Linked DNA regions of Zea mays: region 2 is linked to region 1. A link is a contact called in public Hi-C data. All regions are on one chromosome and are shown on one strand. The core of a region is the stretch at or near the end of the contact, and the rest is flanking DNA. Distances in the headings are between cores, read along the strand shown.

Evidence for each region. A called contact is a pair of places that touch in the nucleus more often than the background predicts.
Region 2: a Hi-C map of ear shows a contact between it and region 1, with 3 times the contacts expected there. The contact joins the promoter of LOC100191485 here to the promoter of LOC100191564 in region 1. A contact is called at or near these places in 3 of 25 Hi-C or Micro-C datasets (ear, leaf and tassel).

The regions. Positions count from the first base shown.
Region 1 is chr7:41,730,735-41,737,795 of Zm-B73-REFERENCE-NAM-5.0, forward strand. LOC100191564 reads right to left here and starts at 3,239. Exons shown (of 16, transcript NM_001316917.1): 1 at 3,172-3,239; 2 at 2,877-3,093; 3 at 2,677-2,735; 4 at 2,494-2,550; 5 at 2,364-2,398; 6 at 2,147-2,250; 7 at 1,907-1,982; 8 at 1,629-1,687; 9 at 1,481-1,546; 10 at 1,333-1,416; 11 at 1,177-1,241; 12 at 977-1,059; 13 at 801-891; 14 at 629-681; 2 more. The coding sequence starts at 3,061. The coding sequence ends at 184. LOC100285004 reads right to left here. Exons shown (of 3, transcript NM_001291580.2): 3 at 4,137-4,417. The coding sequence ends at 4,395. It overlaps LOC103632284 (a long non-coding RNA gene), which reads left to right and starts at 2,742. Exons shown (of 2, transcript XR_555798.4): 1 at 2,742-3,254; 2 at 3,707-4,356.
Region 2 is chr7:41,489,990-41,496,994 of Zm-B73-REFERENCE-NAM-5.0, forward strand. LOC100191485 (putative RING zinc finger and ankyrin repeat containing protein) reads right to left here and starts at 2,105. Exons shown (of 9, transcript NM_001136917.1): 1 at 1,673-2,105; 2 at 1,454-1,568; 3 at 970-1,050; 4 at 805-893; 5 at 618-709; 6 at 422-503. The coding sequence starts at 1,774. It also overlaps the pseudogene LOC103632280.

The sequences.
Region 1 (7,061 bases), core at 1,989-4,488:
ACGTTCGGATCTCAAATCTAGGCCAAACTGAGCGTTGCACCATGTCAAATCATTAGACAGATGGTGATGAGCTCTTGTTGTCGGAGCAGTCACAAGGCAGTTACAGTATCTGAAATCATACAATTAATAACTCTAGCTGGATCCACGGGCAGATATTGGATGGACAGATCTCCAGCGGCGCCGTCAGCTAGGAACGGGCGTGAGGACGAAGAGCTTGCACGAGTGCGGCCCGACCACCGCCGTGAGGCTGCCGGTGAACCAGCCCGGTAGCGTCTCGTGCTGCAGATGAACCAAGAAGCACAAGCTTGCATGAATTTGAGCCATTGCATAGGCAAGCGAGCTCGGCGCTTATTCACTTTTCACGTACCTTCCAGACGTCCCTCGCCTCCACGGCCACGCCGCGGCGGATGCCCACGTCCGGCCATGCCGCGGTGATGGACGCGGAGCGCGTGGCCCCCCGGTTGAGCAGCAGCACCGCCTTCCTGTGCCCCGAGAGCTGCCCTGCCCATACCTGCAATTGACCAAACGCGCCATGGGATCGACCAGGATTAATTCGTTCCCGAGCGAGACGCGTGCTGCTTGCGATGGGCGATCGGTTTGGTAGCTGTAAGATATAGTATCTCTGTACCTCGAGATCGTTGCCGTACTTGCTCACTTTCTGTCCTTGGACACCCAGCCGATCTGCGTCGGACACAAGCAAGCAATATAATTGGCACACACACGAAGACTACAAGAGTCAAGAACTGATGCGAAAGGTTTCGCTGGTGAGAAGGACGAAGATGCATTGTGGTTGTGGTGACCTTGGCTGATCGCGATGACCTCCGCGTTGGAGAGGATTCCGAGCGTCTCATTGGAGACTCTCGTCACGTCGCAGCCGATGACCAGGGGAGCCTGTCAAAAAAGATTGGCGCCAATAATAACTCTCATCGGTAGCTGTGAGCATAGCCCGGAAAGGAAATGATTCACGCGCGCGCACCTTGGCGATGGCCCAGAGGCTGAAGTGCACGACGTACTCGTTGTACGCCATGCCTCCGTTCCCGACCTCCAGCATGTCAGGGTCTGCTGCGGCAGAGAAGCAAAGCAGGCCATCGTTCAGGTCCGTCCAGGAAGCGGCATAATAAGCTATAGCGGCAGAGAGGATGAGGATGACGAGGAGACGTGGACGAAGGAATTGACCGTTCCAGCCGCCGGGCTTGGCGTACCGGGCGTAGGCGTCGTTCAGGTCGATGTTGTCCAGCATGCTATCGCAAGAACCACACACACCCAGTCGGTTAGCAACGTGTATATGGGCGGGCCATGGGAAAAAAAAAAGTCGGGGAACCTATCACTTACCCTGACCATGTGTCGTTGATGTCGCCGGTGGTCCTCCAGCTGTTGCCGTACATGCCGCCCCATTTGGGAACTTCCATGAAGCCCCTGACCAAGTTTGTCACCGTCAGCGTCAGACGAACAAGGAGGAAGGGATGCGTGCATGCCGTACCATTCGCAAAGCGAGTAGAAGATTGGGCGGCCAGAGTTCACCAGCGCTCGGGACATGCGCCCAAACCTGCATCACAATCGACGGCTGGTACATGGAAACAAGAAGAAATGCTACACGAACTGAATGTGCAGGTGAACAGAAACCGCACCTCACGGTTTCAGGCGTGCCGTCTCTGTAGCAGTTGTCATACTTCAGGTAGTCAACGCCCTGCAGACAGGCCAGGTGCCCAGTGAAGAAACAGTTTTAAATAACTAAGGTAAAGTTCTTCTTCTTTTTTGTTTGATTGTTTGTTTGTTCTTGATAATAAAAAGAAGCAGTAGACTAATTCTACTTGTGAACTGAAACCGACAAGGTCTAGTCTGAGGATGTCTGAAAAAAGTCTAAGAACTGTCAGATGTTTCAACATGTGTAGTATCTAGTATGTACCCATGACGCAAACATCTTAGCATCCCTCTCCTCGTAGCCCAGAGATCCAGGCATCCTGTTGCTGCAAGTTCTTGTCCTGCAATTTAAGGAAAGAAGTCCGGTTTCAGTTCAACAGATACACTTATCCTATTCCTTGTAGCGGAAACTTTGGTATTATGGGTGAATTCATTCCCACTTGTGAGCGATTTCAAAAAAATCGGAACTTGTTTGAAGGAGAAGAGAGGGGGAGAGAGAACGTACCCAGCGGAAGAGTAGATGCCAAGCTTAAGCCCCTTGCTGTGAACGTAATCTGCCAGGGCCTTGATTCCGGATGGGAATGTCTTGGGGTTAGCGACCATGTATCCCTGTCAGCAAGTCGATTAGCATTCCTCTTAAACAAACACGTGCTTCAGCAGTGCAAGAATTTAACTGAAAGTAACTGACGACAAGGTCACGTAGCAGCACTCGTACGTACTACCTCTTTGGTTCTCTCGGAATCCGCCCAGCAGTCATCTGCAATAGCCAATAATGATGCCATCTTTCAGTAACACTGGACAACTGAACCGATGCAGCCATAGAGAAATAGAGATAGAGATAGGATGCGATACCTAAGTTGACATACGTGTAGCCAGCCTTTGCAAGTCCGATGGCGACGAGCGCATCAGCTGCGGGGGTTCCCAAAGCAGGTTGACAGCGAATCAATCAATAGCCATATCATCATCAGAAAGAAAAAAACCAACAATGGCGCTGGTGATTTTTCAGATAGGAGCTGGAGGGTACTGGTCTCTGACCGGTGCTCCGGACGACCGCCTCGTTGATGTCGCACTGGAAATGGTTCCAGCTGTTCCACCTGCGAAGCGGCGACAGAACGCAACAAGAGAAGAAGAAAACCCCACGGAAAGGAAGGCTCAGACAAGACAGCCGGGGAGCGGCGGAAGCCACGCATGCGCATGCATCTGAATCCGGAGTGCTGGTTTCGTTCCTCACTCACCCCATCTGCGGCGTCAGCCCGAGCCCGTTGGCGAAGAGGACGCGCCGGCCGCCTCCGCCTGCAGGCAGCGGCGGCCTGGCGTAGTCCGCAGCGTCGAGCGCTGCCACCGCGGCGGCGAGGCAGGCGGCCAGCAGGAGGAGCGCGGCCGTCGTACTCGGACACAGGCTCTGAATCTCGGGCGCCATCCTTGTTGCTTCGGCGCTGCGTCGCGTCCTGCCTGCGTACTCTGTGGGCTTGTCACCATGCCGGTATCCGTATATATGCGTGCGCTGGAGAAGAGGAGAAGGGGGCGTACCAGTGCGCACGCGCTGCAGTCTGTGCGGCAGCGGTACTCCAGCTTGTCTGACGCGTGACGGGCCCGGGGTGTCGGACGTAGCCGTAAGCTTTCAGTTTCCGGTGCATTAACCATCTCCAACTCACCAACAGAATTTTTACAATTGATGGCCTTCGTTTACCGATGATCTTCATTTATTGATAATATCTTTTTCCTTCTTCTTCTTCCCTAACAGATTACCAATATAATTCGAACTTTTAGATAGCAGACTAGAGATAGAATAGGAGACACGATGAGTAATCTGTTATATCAACTATGTTTCTTTGTGTACTCAATCTATTTCGTATTTATAAGACGTTTTGCTTTTTTTTCTTCTGTATGCCTAGATTTTATGTATTTGGATATGCAAAAATAATGCATACAAATCAAGACGTCTTATAATTATGCTTCGTTATGTAGTGTATACCAAATAATATAATTTAAAATGCAGGGGGCGGGGGCACTTTTTAGCATTGAATGAGCTAATCTGTTTGAGATCCTCTTGCATCCATGGCAGGGGAGAGGTGCGCGGGAATCGCTCAATTAAAAGCCGTGACACACGGGCGACAGCTTGTTGTGGACGACAGCTTGTTGTGGGCGCCCTGCATGCGGTGATTTGGTCTGCTTGCCTCCTGCGATTAAAATATGATTTCTCAAATCAAAACAACAGGTATGGCAATTAAAATGCGATTTCGAACGAACCCAAAGTTTCGCCGTGACTGGTTATGAACGGCAAATGTGTTGTCAATGTACAGGCAAAAAAAAAGTAATCTAGCAATACAAGCATACAACCGAATCACACCCCGTCAGTCCGTCACAGTTTTCATCACTTCTGAATGAATGGATGAACGACGGCGTAACTATGGACGCAAGCAACCCTCCAGCCGTATAAATAGATATACCTCTGCTCAACACCCATCATTTTTGGACCGTTGGAGGCAAACAAGTAACCAAAAATAACGCTGGCATAACACGCATGCATTAGATTCGCCACTTAGGACCCATCAACATATTGCTGCAGTGTCTCAGTTCTCAAATCAGTCCCCAGTTCAAGCGTTACAAATTATACAGCTCAGGTTCAAAGGAGGCACACGACATACAAACGTTAAGTCTGACATTTTCATTTCCCCCAGAAGACTGTTTACATAGGTAATGTGGCGAGTAATAGATCAACCATCTTCAGTGTTTTCCCTTGTCTTCACTCTTCAGCGCGCTTCATATTGGACAACTGTACAAGAAACATAACGTTTGGTGAGGCCCACATAGGAACAAAGGTCAAATTCAAAATAGAAATCGAATTCAGAAGTATCAATCTAATAGTCTAATAAAGCATGACATCAAACTTCACACCAAATTCAGCCATCGTCTTATAAGTGGCCAGAATTGTCAACCATGAGCTCTAAATGCGCACTCGATTCAGCTAACGTTTTATGCATCTAGAATTGTCAACCATGAGGTCTCACTCGATTCAGCTACCAATTTTTCAGTGTCTAGAATTGTTCCTGTGTATTGCATGGTGTTTTCCATACTTCTATAGCAACAACAAATGCATCTTGGAAGTTTAATCACCAGGCAATACAGACTGCAATATCTAAAAGAACAAATGCTTGTTTTCATCATTGATATTGAACATGTCCTTTTTGCATTACGGAGTCAACGAAGTCCACAGATGATTAGGTTCAGTTGTATTGTAGTGCAATTATGTCAGCCCCATAGATATCTTTGGAAGTGTCGGTACCCAGAATACGGGGTACCCACTCCTGTTATGTCAAGGTCAGCCCTTGGGGGGCATCATTAAGAAATTCGGGGTACCCACTCCTGTTATGTCAAGGTCAGCCCTTGGGGGCCATCATTAAGAAATTCAAGGCCTGCCGGCCCAGCACAGGTCGCCTCCTGCTCTGGATCGTCGTCTCCATCAAGCCCCATAAAGGGAGGAATCAACAACCTCAACTATAGGTCTAGAATCCTACAAATAGGACCCGAACCTCCTTGTGACCCGATGGATCCCCAGACAAAGGGATCCAGAGGGAACATAATGTCCCGGAGGAGTAGGCACTCTCTGGTTACAGCACCAAGTCTTCGGAACGACTACGGCCATGTAAGACACACCATCCGAACCTCAGGTCAGGTGAGGTCCAGAGCCACCACGTGTCCAAACAAGGGCGGCAGTAGCCCAGGTCCCCTCCCGTACGCCTCGAGCCCATGGTCAGGAAAGACTTGGGAAAAAGTGTCGTCACTTATCTCTAGGTCTGCCTCTCACCCAGGCAGGGGTCCGATGCTAACATGTAGCCAGACGCCCCTAGCGTAAGCCACCAGACGATGCCTAACGAAGGCCTCTGACACGTGGCCTGACAGCATTGATTACAGAAGGGACACATAGTTGCCCACATCAATGGCATGTAGCGTGTCCCTAGCATTAAGAGTATGCGGCGCCTCAGGCCTGTAACGTGCAGATTCTACTTTTACCCGCACTTTACCGAGTCAAGGGCATTGACCCAATACGTCGTTTGGGCGCCCTTCATTATGACTTCCACTTTGCTTCGTGCGTTACCGAGGCATGAAGAGACGGACGGAGAAGACTAGACGACACCGCCCGTTACACCCTACGCGAGCAGCGTATCAAGCTATGCTGCATCCTACATCAAGGCATGTGTTCCGATTAAACGGGACAAGGTAGCAGGATAAGGACACGCCAGAAGATCATGCAGCGCCCAAGAAGGGATATGCGCTCAAGAAGATCTAGCATTGTCAAACTCTATCTAGTTGTTTCCCATTTTATACTGTAAACTCTCCTAGGCCCACCTGTCAGGGCCTGAACTTCCTGTAACGTGCATCCCTTGGAATATAAAAGGAAGAGCACTTGCTCCGTAGCGAAGGGAGGTCAATTCACACACAGACCTTCATCTCCCCAGTTCTCAAGCAATATAACTCGCAGTGGATGTAGGGTATTACGCTCCGGTGGCCTGAACCACTATAAACCCTTGTGTTCTTGCGTTCATCTAGAAGGTCAGACAATCACGTAAACCTACTCCTCATCCAAGGATTAGGGCAGGTGCAATCTGCCACCCGGCCGGAGGATTCTCCCCTCCGACATTTGGCGTGCCAGGTAGGGGGCAGGAAACCAGAGCATGGCCCTCCGATTGAGATGACATCTCACTCGCCTTCCGGCAAGCTCAGCCAGAGCGAGGTCGCCGACGTTTGGCACAAGGCAGAAAAGCGACGCCTCAAACGACTCGCCATTGATCTCAAGCAGCGTTTTAGCAGGTGCGTTGCTGCCATCAAGCAAGGGGCAACAGAGGCCACACCTATGGCGTTTGAGGCTGCTCCCATCAGCACCCCGCCAAGCTCCACCGCGCTTGAGGTTGCCGTCGTCGACCCCAGCCGCTCACAGTGGCATTCAAGATGGCCACCGTAGGCCAGCAGCCAAGCACCAAAGGGGAATCCCCCTCCAGTCGGCCACTGTGTTCCATGGTACGTGGAGTTGTCCCTCCCCCACCAAGGGGTGACTCCTACCTACCAATGGGTTCCAGGAAGCCATGACAACAAGGGCTACGTCGTTGTTAACATGGTTTCCTCACTGGAATCCAATGGTAGGGTGCCATGGGGCGCAATAGAGGTCGCATGGCATGCTATGCCGACTTACGCCCAGCCCCTAGCGGACGAAGCGGTCCTCGTTGCTAGCCTCCGCTCGAGCACCATGGCGTGCTCAGGCTCCAACCGTACCAGCAGAACCCAGCAAGCAAGCCAGTAAAGGATGCGCCTTCGCCAACCTCATCAGGGCAGAGGAGGCAAGTTGGCTGGGGCCTTACAAGGGCGAGGCCGAGAGCCATCGCGGGCTCGCGCTGGCATCGCCCTCAACCAAGCCTGGTTCG
Region 2 (7,005 bases), core at 855-3,354, 240 kb before region 1:
ATGCCAACTGTATTGCTGACCCTTGCTACGAAGATGCAACAAGCCAGAGGCACCAGAGTTCAATTCCTTCAATTACAAGCGTGCAATGGCAAAACAAACAAGGGGTGTAAATGTACAGGTAATTAAAGTGCAGATCCTCCAAAGCAGAACTGCACAAGCATTTAGCAGCAATTATACACATGTTTCAAAATATTTGGTAAATGCTACCACAGAACCTGACATGAGAGAACGAATACATTTTAAAGGCAGGAGAGTCAGTAATGCCATTGGTAGCCCATGTAAATAGTAATTAATTGCAAAAATAGCATAAAGTTCAACGTTTAGGAGTCGCCTGAACATATCCATCACTACAAACAGTAACTATACAATAATTGGAAAAAACAAAGCAGAACTCATTCAAACCTTAAGTTCCTATCAGTACCTGTAATTCAGGATATATAGCTATCTCTAACTTAAGAGGCCTGGTTGGAGTTCGCACTTCACGGGGTAAAACAACAGCCCAACTGGGAAAGAGAAGGTAAGGATTAGAACTCAACACACACAGCACAATTATTATCACAACTATGTGCTATATGTATCAAGAATTCAAGATGTGCCAACATAAATTAAAATATTACATTTTTCTTGTCATGAACTGTGGAGCAATTGCATCCAAAAAAGCAGGAGCATAGTTCTCTCTCATCCATCCACAAAAAAGACAAAGCCGTCCCTAAATTAATTGAGTAACAAACATTAAAAAATGAATATGAATAAATTCCCACAAGTATTATAATATAAAAAATAGGATAGCAAAGAAAACTATACCTCTATGGCACGAACAACATTCACATGACCCTTTTCTCTTGCCAATTCGAGGGCAGTATTGCAATCATCGTTTGGTATGAACGGATTAGCTGCACGGATATAGTAATATATGCATCGAATAGAGATCTGATGAATAGAGTGTTTCATATATTATTCATCATATACCTCCATGTGAGAGTAGTAAATGGACAGTCTGCTGAAGTCCTTTCTTGGCAGCATGGTGCAATGCTGTCCCACAGTGTGACCCTGGTAATGGAAAAAGGTAGTGATCAAAACATAATAACGAGCACAGCCTCCTCTTCAATTAAGCATGAGTCCAGGGAAGGTACATATCACTGTCAGCAACTTGGATGGATCACATCAAATGGTTTCATTCATTTGAATGCAGAGTTTGAAAGATGTGTACCGATACAGAATTACATTGATGTGATATGATTTGACAGAACAAATAAAACTCGATCCTATGTTAGAGTGAATGTGGACATAAACCTTGTCTTAGTTGACTGAAATCTACCCTAATTGCCCGTTCGAATGAGAAGTTTACGGGGGTGTTTGGCACTGCTTTACTTTACGAAAATCAACTCAGCTTCATAAATAGGACCAAACTAACAAAGTAAAAGATTGGTAATAAGAATCAAGAGAAGAATACCAGGCCTGTAGGCATTCACATTAGCTCCCAACTCGATCAGCACCTTGGCCACGTCGAACAGATCCGGGCGCATACAGGCAAGCATCAGGGGCGTCTTCCCTTCCTTGTCAATCCACTGCAACCAATCAAGCATTTGTCGCAGCAACAACCGCAGTAGCCCAATCAGTTCACAGAGACATAAAACAAGAGTAAATTTGCCATCCTGGCCGAACGACTGACCTCGAGACCAGCGCCTTGCCCCCGGAGCGTGCGAATCCCGTCGACGTTGCCGTAGTTGACCTGCTGGTACAGCAGTTCCTCTTTGGACTGCTGCAACCCCATCCCGGCTCGCAACGCGCGCCAAAATCGAATGACGGCGGGTTCTCCGAATCAAAATCGCCCAAAATCGAGCTTTCACGACCCAATCAGCGGCGGTTCCCGCGCGCGATCGCGGCAAGGTTGTGCTGCGCGCCCGGGGGATTCGGGGGCTTGGATGAGGTGGCGGTGATTGGGGCTCCGGTGACGGAGCGAGCCCGGAGATCCCCGCCGCATGCAGATGCGGCGAGGGGGGCGGGAGGAGCCCGACGGGTGGTTCCCGAGCAGGTAGGGATTGGATTGGTCGCTGGCAGTGGCAGGAGGGGGCAGATTTTAATGCGCGGTGGTTCGGGTCGGGAAGGAAGGGAAGGGAGAAATGGATGGGAAATTGAAGGCGAGACGAGACTGAGGGCGTGTTCGGTTGGCTGCAAGCCGACACTGTTGCAGCTGTTTGGACTGCTGCAGCTGCAATCCATAGAGAGAAAAATACTGTAGAAGCCGCAGCCGCAGCCGGATTGCAGCCGCAGCAAGCCGCAGCGAACAAGCCGTGAGCTTTTTCCTTCGTGGCGAAGCCAAGGGATTTTGGTCATTCCATTTGGGAGGAACTGGGAAGCCAGGAAGGCAACCACCAAGGGAACGCGGGCGGGCCGGGACCAGGTGACGCTGTCTGGCTTGCTGTTCAAACCTCAAAGCGAGGCAGGGGACGCGCCTTTGCCTTGCAACATTTATTGACTTTACACACGAATTCTCGAAGGATTCTGACTAGAGCGTGCGACTTGCATACTTTATTAAAATGAGATGATTACATTTGGCAGTAGATGCTAGGTAATTGATCGGTTGAAATTTCAAACTGGAAGTTTTTTGGCCTCCTAATGAGTGGGCCCCCAAACTACAGCTTTTTAGTAGAAGAAGCTGGATGTCAACATGTTCGGTTGATTTTAATCGCTATAATATTTTTGGCTCTATAGATTAATCCATAGTAATCTAAATAATAGGTTTTAATCCGAAGCGGATGTGGTGACGTGGCACGCTCGGCCATCAGCATCAAGCCATCAAGTATATACTAGGTCAGTGCCCGTACGTTGTAACGGGGACATATAATATCTCGATAACTTATATATGCACATATGTGTTATATAATTATGAGATAGAGGATGACATATGTGATCTGTCCGGGATGACATCGAAGAGAAACTCGGGCCTATGACGCACGGGCACTCACCTAGTAAAATATGAAGCCAGAACAGAAATCAGTTCCGGGAAGCCCTGCCAAAGGGGCCCTAAGGAATCACACAAAGATTTTGCACAGAATCAGATAGTTTAAAGCAAGTATTAAAGTAGTCTGCAATGTGACAAACAATCCAAGGGACTTCTATTGGTAAGAGGGGTTTGGACGTTTGGTACAATGGAAATTACACAACAATCTCTCCGCTTGCCACAAAATATAAATGTACATGATTTCAGAAGACCCATACAAAGAGACTAAGGGAAAAATGGTGCTTTCATGCCCACCTCAACTCTTATGGAAGGAAAAGGGAAAAGTGGAACACTTGGGACATATCTCTACTACTTATTAATACTGCAATAGTAGTCTGCCTCTGACGTGTTCTGCCTCCGACGCGTTCTGCCAATGGTTATTCTGCCTCCAACGACCGCACCATACAGTCCCGCGCAACAAAATAAACAGTACATACACAGGTTTATGAGCCACGTTCCGTTCCATCTTTCTCAGTGAGCAACATACAATACACAGTTGTGCTTATAAGCCATGTTCTGTCACTCTCAATGGCCGATGTGGCACTAATAAAATAGATGGCATACCTGGCAGCGGTTCGTGCGGCCCAATGATTTTTGTGTGGACCTAAGGCCCATCGTCCTAGCGTGCAGCCCACCGTGCGGCCGACTGCATTCTCGCATTCGACCTAATCACCGTCGACGGCTCTTCCTCCACTGCGCTCAACTCCAGCGGCCTCCCCTCCCTCTCCTCCACCCCACCATCGGACTCCACCTCCTCCCCCACCGCACCGTCGGACTCCACCTCTCCAATGGCGGCCTCCAGCCCACTGCCGTCCTCCAACTCCTCCCCCATCGGCTACCTTCACCCAACCCTCATCTTCATGCGTAGCACAATCGTCCCCAATCCCGGAGATGACCGTCGTTGCCTGAACCAGGCCGGCCACCTATACGCTCATGCCTCTCACGTTTCCGGAGGGTGCAGAGTAGCCGGTCAACTGGTCGAGCTCCCTACGCCTCCTGCGCACGGCCTAAAACTCCCTGCTCTCGCCTGCACGCCTCGCTCTGCTTAGCATCGGAGCGCACGAACGTCGCAGCCATGGTTGCCAGTAGAACCTTGACGGTTGTTGCTGGTTTCCCTACCCCTAGCTCGAGCGCGCATAGCCGATGGGACCTCCACTGTTTCCCCTCCTCAGCGCGCTCCATGCTGAGCTCCGGCAGGCCACAACGGCCGGGTGCCGATCTCCATGGCCGCTGACCACCGGACAGAGGCACAATCCCGTGGACCTCCAACCCTGCCGAGCCCTCTCAGCCTCTTAGGTCCGCACTGAACCGTGCTACAACCGGAGGAATCCTTTCTCGCTCCTCCACCACCGCATGGCGCCACCGAGCGACTGCCGCCGGTCTACATGCGATGAGTCCTGGTGCAGACTAACTTCTCTTTCAATCAGTAGAACCACCCATAATCTCTCGTGCTTTGGATGAGACCTTAATTACCAAGAACTACATGGCACGTGCTAATCGTTCTGTGTAATTACTAATTTACTATAGAAATACTATATAAAACCTCATGCCATAACTTAGGAATATGTTGTGTTTCATTTTTCTTTATTTGTTAGGTTGTATTTGATGTGATGTCAGGCTGCATTTGTTGGGAAACTTTAATGTTCTATACTTCCATTGTTAGTGCTTGTATGCATATGCTATTGTATAAATAGTAGGATTTAATGTCGCCTTCTGAGAGTTAACTAACTTCATTATTGCTCTTAGGGCAACTAAAATGACTGAACATTTATTATATACCAATGACTCATTATTTGTTGTACTGTTTTTTTAACAACACCCTACTCTGTCCATTTAGGGTGCGATTTTCGCAATCGATCATGGAGTGCATCGTGATTTCAAACTGGATGAATTATCCATTGCCTCGCCTATTTGTAGACTGAAGCAGACCAAGGTACTTAATTTATTTTTAGTTATTCCCTGTTTGTAGACTGAAGCAGGCTAAAGCAAAGTATACAAGTATACAGTTAAGTGGGGATGACATATAGTTGTCTAAAAAAACCATCTTGTATTTATTTGAAATTATACAAGAATGATGAATGCATATGCATTTTCGGATCATCATGTTCCCCTGTATTGAGTTAACTCTGGATTTGACTATAAAGGGGATAGCTTATGCTTGGATTTCATGTTGGCTTTACTTTTAGTGCGTGCTACAAACATAACTAAATTGTATTTTGCGCAGGTTGATGGAATTGAATTTCTTGTTGTGAAGCAGGCATGCAAATTTGCAAAAGATCACGATGTCTCAAATGGCCCAATTGTGAGTAACTTCTGAGAGTTAGCTTGTTGTTTAGTATATTTAGTTAAATTCACATACACTGCACTGCACTCAGATACTGGGAAACATAATATATAATTCTAATGTATGGATATTCCATATTCAAAACTCCACATAATATTTTTTAAGATTCCTGTCACTAGATTATTATTGAATTTTTTAGGTGAGCCGCCGCAGCCAAGAGCAAGTGCGGGCATAGGAGCTGCCACTGGGAGCAAGCACGGGGAGGTGCGCAGGTGGCACGCTCACTGCGGCACAGTGGCTAGGTTATCCTAGATCTCCCAACCACGCGGGGTCATCGAATAAGAGTGTTTGCGATTTGGTATGTGTTGGACTGGGCTGCGATTAATAAAAAATTTAAATCCCGCCCATGTGAGAAAAATATATATTTATTTTCTATTTCTATTTTTAATTGTTTTATTTATTGTGTGAAATTCAATAGTTCAGACTGATTAGGGGCAATTGGTAGAACAGGACCCGTGTATTCCTCTCTTTGCAGGTGCTCAACCATGAATCTATGAATCTTGATTAGTACAAGTTCAATCATGTTATTGCGATAGCTACAGTTAGGAAGGAAGCTAAATGTTTTCACTATCTCTATCTAAGCACAACACTCTACATGTGAATTCACGGTCAGGTTTCAAGGTGAGATTTTTTGATTTTATTCAACCGAACTTATTTCCATCATGAGAGCCTTTCCATCACAAAATACATCACTATTCGATGATTAATCTCAATGTAACTTACATGTCTAATTTTGTAGTGGCTTAAATGGCATCCTCATGTACATTTGATAATTCATAGAATCGAAGGATTCTAATGTATGGATGCAGAACGTTGATGCCATTCTAAATACGTTTGCTTGACACATTAACATAGTGACATGACCAAACTATTCTTTAGTTTGTACCGTGTAGCGATGAATTTTCTGTAGTATTTCAATTGTGCCGTGTAGTGATGAGTTTTCTAGGTCCTCTTCCTGTGTCATGGAACTGAAATACCATAATACAGTCTAGCTATCTCAAATTTCTGTGAACTGAAGTGCATGTTCTGTTCTCTGTCATTGTAGAAGGGGAAGAAATGTGGAAGGAAATGTGCAGTAAGTCATGAGGTACCTTATGAAAGTGCTTATGCATAGAAGGTAATAATAACTGGTGTCAATATACTCATGTGATTATATGGAATTGTGAATTTGGGTTTGGGCTCGGTTATAGTCGCCTACCATCTGGTCAGAACTGTTGATCATTGCTAGAATAGAGAAGTAGAAAACATTGAAAGTATTCCTGGTAAGGTCTCTCGGGTCCTAATACTTTGAACATATTACAAACATGTTTCTATTTATTTACAGTGGTCACTAACCTGTTTCTATTTCTGTTTTTATATGTGTTGTCTGTTTTCATGTAAACGTTGTACACTAACATTTTATCTTATCAAATAATTTGTGTCGTTGTAGGCTGTCTACGTTGGAGATGGGAAGAACATTGTGCATTCATGGCTTCACTTTGTATGTGCTTGTCCCAAGGAATTTGAGCCTGATGCAAACATAGTGGAAATCGCCAGGGTTGCTGGAATCGGTAAGATCGAAATAAAAACAGTCCCAGAGAAGCAGTTAAGGGAGCATACGTTGTGTACACAGATGTTTGGGCCAGCATGGGACAAAAGAAAGAAGTTGGTTATAGAA